Linked DNA regions of Sus scrofa: region 1 is linked to region 2. The links are chromatin contacts, called in public Hi-C maps. All regions are on one chromosome and are shown on one strand. The core of a region is the stretch at or near the end of the contact, and the rest is flanking DNA. Distances in the headings are between cores, read along the strand shown. Region 1 overlaps TMPRSS13 (transmembrane protease serine 13). Region 2 overlaps FXYD6 (FXYD domain-containing ion transport regulator 6).

Evidence for each region. Hi-C and Micro-C count contacts between places; a contact is called where the count stands out from the background.
Region 1: a contact with region 2 is called in a Hi-C map of retroperitoneal adipose tissue, with 1.8 times the contacts expected there. The contact joins two enhancer-like sites. A contact is called at or near these places in 1 of 5 promoter capture datasets (fetal skeletal muscle), 7 of 47 Hi-C or Micro-C datasets (embryonic fibroblasts, fetal heart ventricle, fetal liver and 4 more) and 1 of 2 datasets of contacts at active chromatin or transcription factors (skeletal muscle).

The regions. Positions count from the first base shown.
Region 1 is chr9:45,245,007-45,248,036 of Sscrofa11.1, reverse strand. TMPRSS13 (transmembrane protease serine 13) reads left to right here. Exons shown (of 13, transcript XM_021062906.1): 8 at 799-961; 9 at 2,024-2,196. Among named protein-coding and RNA genes, the nearest start is that of TMPRSS13, 23 kb to the left of the region's middle. Within about 2 kb of position 1,401, at least 12 of the 83 cell types and tissues checked have an H3K27ac peak or open chromatin away from gene starts, as enhancers often do. A contact at or near this core is called in retroperitoneal adipose tissue, where this site is marked.
Region 2 is chr9:45,201,751-45,204,825 of Sscrofa11.1, reverse strand. All of the region lies in intron 1 of FXYD6 (FXYD domain-containing ion transport regulator 6), which reads left to right. Among named protein-coding and RNA genes, the nearest start is that of FXYD6, 15 kb to the left of the region's middle. Within about 2 kb of position 1,310, at least 8 of the 83 cell types and tissues checked have an H3K27ac peak or open chromatin away from gene starts, as enhancers often do. A contact at or near this core is called in retroperitoneal adipose tissue, where this site is marked.

The sequences.
Region 1 (3,030 bases), core at 152-2,651, 43 kb before region 2:
CTCCACTGCTAATGAGACCACTGGTAGGTGAGGGGCTTGTATTGGACATGGGGTCTGACCCCAAAGCCCAAGCTACTAACCAGTCCACAAGGGCTGTGTTCTCATGACGACCTGGGGTGGGGGGGGTGCTCCCCTGAGTACAGGGTGGGCACAGGGCTGCTCAGACTACTGCTGGCTTGTCGCTCTCTTCCTTCAAAGGAAAAAGAACACAGGTGTGAGCAAACTCCACAATTTTGGGGGACTGGCTCACTCCAGAACATGTTAGGAAATGCTCCCCTGGGGCACAGGGTCCCCAATGCCACTAAATGACCCATCGGGGAACCACGTGGGCACCAACGACCTGTGCATCATGGGACGGGCCTTCTTTGTTTTGAAAAGATCCCATCACAGTGCTTATCGGTTCAGGGTCAAGTTAGACCTGGTCTCCTTTCCTGAGCTCCTGACAACAGCTCTGGGAGTCACCATCGTGGCCCCAATGCCCGGCACAGTGCCCAAAGCCTGGGGCACTTTGTTAGCCTTTGTCCAGTTAACAGAAGATTGAATGAGTGGGAGGAGAGGGAACTTTCTTAGGAACAAACGTCCCACTGGATGATCCCAGAAAGCTAACCCACCACGTGGGAGCGCTGTGATTCACAGGAATCAGCTGTACCGCATCAGCTTAAGTGAGCAAAGCGGCCTCCTCCACGGGTGGGAGGTGCCCTCAGTGTGGGGCTGCCTGAGCCTCTGTGGGCCCGGCGGGCGTGGTAGCGGGTCTGAGAAAAGCAGAGTTCACAGTTTCTCTCTTCTCCTTCTCCCCAGACTGTGGACTGAGAGCCATGACCGGGCGGATCGTGGGAGGGGCCCTGGCCCCAGAGAGCAAGTGGCCTTGGCAAGTTAGCCTGCAGTTCGGCACCACCCACATTTGTGGGGGCACCCTGATCGACGCCCAGTGGGTCCTCACTGCTGCCCACTGCTTTTTTGTGTAAGTGTGGAGGGGTAGTGATGGGCTGTCACTCAGGGTCGGGGACACCAGGAAGGGCTGAGGGCAGAGTGACCTCTCTCTGCAGGAGAGGGCTTTGGTTGTAGGCCTGGCCCCTGGGGCTGGGTGGCACAGGTGTGGTGAGGCCCATGATTTGCTCTTGGTATTTGGTCCTGGGAGTGCGAGTTGGGGTTACTTGTTCTGAGCCAGCGCAGAGTGCGAAAATACCACTGGGGGCCCCAAGGAGAGAGAGGCAGGTGGAAGGGAGGAACTGGGAAGCTGCCCTAAAGACCAGGGTGAGATAAAGAGGCTTTGGGCTTGTTGCTGCATCTGGAAACTGGAAGTTACAGATGAGGAGCCAGAGAAATCAGGAGCGCTGTCCCAGGAGGAAGCGAAAGCGGGGGACTGTGGGGAGGGCAGGGCAGTCGGCTTCTGACAGTCACCAGCCGGGCCTGTCCCTTTAAGCTGGTGGACAGGAAAGGGCTTGGAGTGAGGCCTCAGGGGCACTGGCTTCCCAGGTAGTGAGTCTTCAGCGGGTCACTCTGTCCTGTCAAAAGCTCCATTTCTGCTGAGATAATGCGACCGAGACGTGTCCTACTCACCTTATTTGATCCTCGTGGTGTCCAGAGGAGACAGTGGGGCCAGTGGTCCCAGGGGTCTTACCTATCCCCTCCCGTTTTCTATTGTAAGGTACAGAAGGGCCAGGTCAGGAATTCCTTGGTGGCTCAGGGAGTTAAGGATCCAGTGCTGTCGCTGCGATGGCGCAGGTTTGATTCCTGGCCCCGGAACTTCTGCATGTTGTGGGCATGGCCAGAACCAAACCAAACCAAACCAAAAACACAAACAAACAAACAAAAACAAAAACAAACAAACCCAGAAAACAATAAAAACAGAAGGGCAAGTTCAGAGTGATTTTTTGGAAGTAGGGCATTGTCCTAGACCCCTGGGCTTAGATAGAGAGCTCCCTCCAGAGGTGGTGCTCTGGCTGCAGCTCCCCATGCAGCAGATGCTGCCAGAGGGCTCTGCCAGGTGGTAAGTGGCCCATGCTCTCTGTGGCTCTGGCAGGACCCAGGAGAAGGTCCTGGAGGGCTGGAAGGTGTATGTGGGCACCAACAACCTGCACCAGCTGCCCAAGGCAGCCTCCATTGCCCAGATCATCATCAACGGCAACTACACGGATGAACAGGATGACTATGACATAGCCCTCATGCGGCTCTCCAAGCCCCTGACCCTGTCTGGTGAGTGAATCCACGCCCATCACACCCCGCCCTGCTCGTCCCACAGCTCTGCACTTGGCAGCATCCACTGACCCCTCTTGGGGTCCAGAGCATCAGCGTGGTGCACGTCAGAGACTCTTGGAGATCATGTAGTTCCCGGCCTCTCTCTATTTTACAGTTGGGGGAACTGAGGCCCAGAGGTTGGAAATAAATTTGCCCCAAGGACACATCTCACATTGCAAACTGGTGACAAAGCCAGGGTTTGGATACTGGTCTTCATCAAGATAAACAGATCGAATTGTTTCCACCGGTCTATTGAGCACTTAATGAGGGCCAGACACCGCGGTAGCATTTTACACCTACGATTTCATTTACTCTTCACAAACCGATCCTGTGGAACAGGTACTATTATTAGCTTCATTTGAGGGGATGGAGAGAGAGAGTTCCCTGAGGCCACAGAGTCATAAGTGGCAGCGCCAGGACTGGGTCCACCTTGGTCTGGCTTCCAAACAATGATCTTCCCAGGCTGCTCTCTGCTGGCAAATTGCCAATGCCACAGTTGCGCACACAAGCACCTGCATTCAAACACCGAACTGCCACAAAGGTTGTCACTGAGGACCAAACGGGGCTACAGGAAGGAAACGCCACCGAGGTTCTCAGGAGATCAAAGAAGTTTTCATTCATTATTTTTTCTACCCATTTGTTCACGTATCAAACACTGTGTGTCTACTACACGGCTGCTTTGCGGTTCCATAGCCAAGAGAACAAAACGGATGACACATAAACAGCCACTTAGAAGCTGGAGATGTAATGTTAGGGCCCCCAGGGAACCGCGGTGGCACAGATGTGGGCACC
Region 2 (3,075 bases), core at 61-2,560:
GCTGGGCTGGGACCAGCCAGGACCCTCTTCCCGGCTCTTCTCCCTGCTTCTCCCTCCCCCGCCAGCTCTTCACCTGTGAGCTGCTACCTGACTTCTCGCCAGATCCACCCACCTCCTCATTTCACATCATGGCTGCTTTGACCTTTCTTCCCTTGCATCCAGACGATGTGACAACTCCGGAGGGAGGGGGCTCTGGGGAGACACTGACATCTCAAACCCAGTCCTTTTAGCAACAGGGAAGGGGCTGTGATTGGCCGCCCCCAGGAGACCTACAGGATTGGAGGGGAGAAGCCGTCTTCCTTCTGAAAGGAGGTGCCGAAGAGGTAGAGGTGGGCAAATGATGACTTCCGTGCACAGAGGCTATTTTGTCTGGTCCTCATGGCTCCTGAGGTACCTGTTACTCCCACTTACAGATTCAGAAGCAAAGCCTCTGAGAGGTGGAGTGATTTGTTCAAGACCCCAAAGCCCTCGAGTGGCAGAGAGGCAGGATGGTGGAGTGGTTTAGAGCACGGTCTCTGGAGCTGGATCGCTTGGGTTTAAATCCAGGATCTGCTACTTTCTGGCTCTGGGATGTGAATCAAGTTGCTTAACCTTTCTGGTCTCAGTTTCTGCATCTGTAAAATGGGAACGATCATAATCAGAGCCACTTCCTAGAACTGCTGTAAGGACTGAACATAGTTAGTATAGGTAAACCACTTAGAATTTGCCATGCCGTGAAAACCTAATAAATGTTAGTATTGTTATCACAGCGCTTTACAGTTTACAAAGAACTTTCCCATGTATTCTCTCACTCAACTTTTATACTAGACTTGGTAAAGTGGTTGGGGGAGTTGGCTGACCCCCCCGCCCTTGCCACTCCCCTCTGCCGTGCTCTCATCTCTGGCCTAATCAGCTGCACAAGTTCCATAATCTGATAATACAAAATCAGCCTCTGGAGTGAACAGCTCTCTGTCCAACAAGGGAATAGAAATTCTCTTGGGGTGAGTTGGCAGGCACTGTGCATTCCACTGTCTCTTTATCTTGTGAGTGTGTAGGAAGCTGGCAATGTTAGGGGCTTAGTTGGTAAATGTTCGCCCAGAGGCAGGAGCCCCCCATTTGCAGAGGTCATTTGACTCTTGGCTGGCTGAGCCTTGCAGCCTAAGCCCCCAGACTGGGACAGGAGCAAGGAACGGGATGGCAGCTGCCTGGAAGGTGAGCCTTCTGGGAGCAATGCCGGTGCCATGTCATAGCCCTTTGCTCCTGAGTGGGTGTGAGCCCTCCCCTGGGATGGGGGGCCCAGGCCTGGAGTCCAGGGCTCCCAGCAGGAAGCCTGCCCCTCCTCCCCCAGCAGGGAGGCAGGCTCAGCTGGGCAGAAGCATGGAACCCAGCTCTCACCTGCCAGGGCCCTGCTCTTTTTCTGCCTGGATCGCTTTCCCTTTAAAATGGGTTCGATGGTAACACATACTTCATAGGCTCTTTTTAAAGATTAAATGAGAATGGATATGTAAAGTAGTAAGAATAGCACCTGATCTGTGTGCTGTTTGTCTGTGATTGCTATTATCATCTCATAGGCAATCCAGGCCCCAACCTGCTCTTCAGATCTGGGCTTCCCATCCCAGAATTTTCATTTCTTCTTCTTCCTTTCTCTCGAGTCCATAGAGCGATTCCAGTGCTCCGGCAGAGCTCTGTCCCCGTCCCCAGACTCCCCGTCACCAATACTTTGCTTATTCCTACTGCCGCCAGGCTCCTGGGAGTCTCACCTAGAAGACTCACCTGTCTTGGCTCCACTTCCCTTTCACACTCTGCTCAAGGTCACTGCCTCCTGAAGTGCGCACTGTGAGTGGGGCTGGGCTTGTGTACCTGCAGGAGCTCCAGCCCTGCATGTCCTCGAGGGTCACGTCCTCTAGCCATTGGCTCCAGGGTCCTGCCTCACATGGATGAGCCTGGGGTCACGGGCACACTGGCCTGGGCAATGGCATTGCACTGAGGCTTTTACAGTCAAGGAGGCTGCGGCTGCATCTTGAGGAAAAGCTTTCTAGAGCTCCATCACTCGCCTTGCAGTATGCCCTGAGGGCAGAGGGGGGCCAGCACCGCCTCCGCTACCTCTGACCAACCATGGGGGGGGTCTTCTGATGGAGAACCCCCTGTCCTCACCCTGGCCGCCCTCACTCCTCTAGTTGCTGTGTCCTCTTTCCTGGCCCTCCAAGTGGCCCAGGGACTCTCAGGCATGGTGCAGCCTTCTCTGCAGCCCTCAGGGTCACCCGCTCCTCCCACCCTGGCCTGCCCAGCCCCTGATCCTGGCACACCAGAGCAGCAGACAGAAGACAGAGGCCTGGGTTCTGGGCCCGGCTCTGCCCTTGACTAGCTGGATGAATTGGCTACATTACTTCTCTGTTAAGGCCTCAGTCTCCTCAAATAAAAAGTAAGAGCTTTCATCTCAGTCATTCAAACTTCCTGGCATTCTGTGATTCGAACTCCATCTGGTAAACCTCACGTCTTGGTTATATCCTATTTATACACGGCAGAATCTTCTTTGAACAAGCTGCTTGTTGCAAAGATTTGGATACATCATAGGCTAAATCATGTCCCCTGGCATATGATAGCAGTCCCTGGTAACCAGTTAGCCTAAGCAACGTGGCCCAGGCATCCTGTGACCCCATAAAAGCTTCCCTTGCAGTATGTCCTGTGTGCAGAGGGGGGCCTCATCTGTCTTTGGAGATCCTGCCAGGACCCAGGCCCTGGTGATCCCTCTGGGCTCGTTTTTGATGGGCTGAACGTGAAGGAGCCAAGCAGGTGGGGTGCAGGGGAAGGGAAGCGAGGCCTTGGGGGCTGAGTGGCAGAGAGGAGGGTCAGGGAATGAGGTTCCACTGTAATTCGGAGCCTGTGCCTTTTCAAGGGAGGTCGTTTCTGAGTTCTTTTCACAATAGAACTGGGTATTCTGATCTACCTCACTGCTGCATGGCATCAAAAATAATATAGCGTGAGGCTGTATCCTCAACCAGTGGCTCCTCTCTCTGAGCAGCTTTTACCCAGTAATTATGTGAAATTATGTGACTCAGTATAGAAAGATAATCACCAGAGAAACTCTTCTGATTG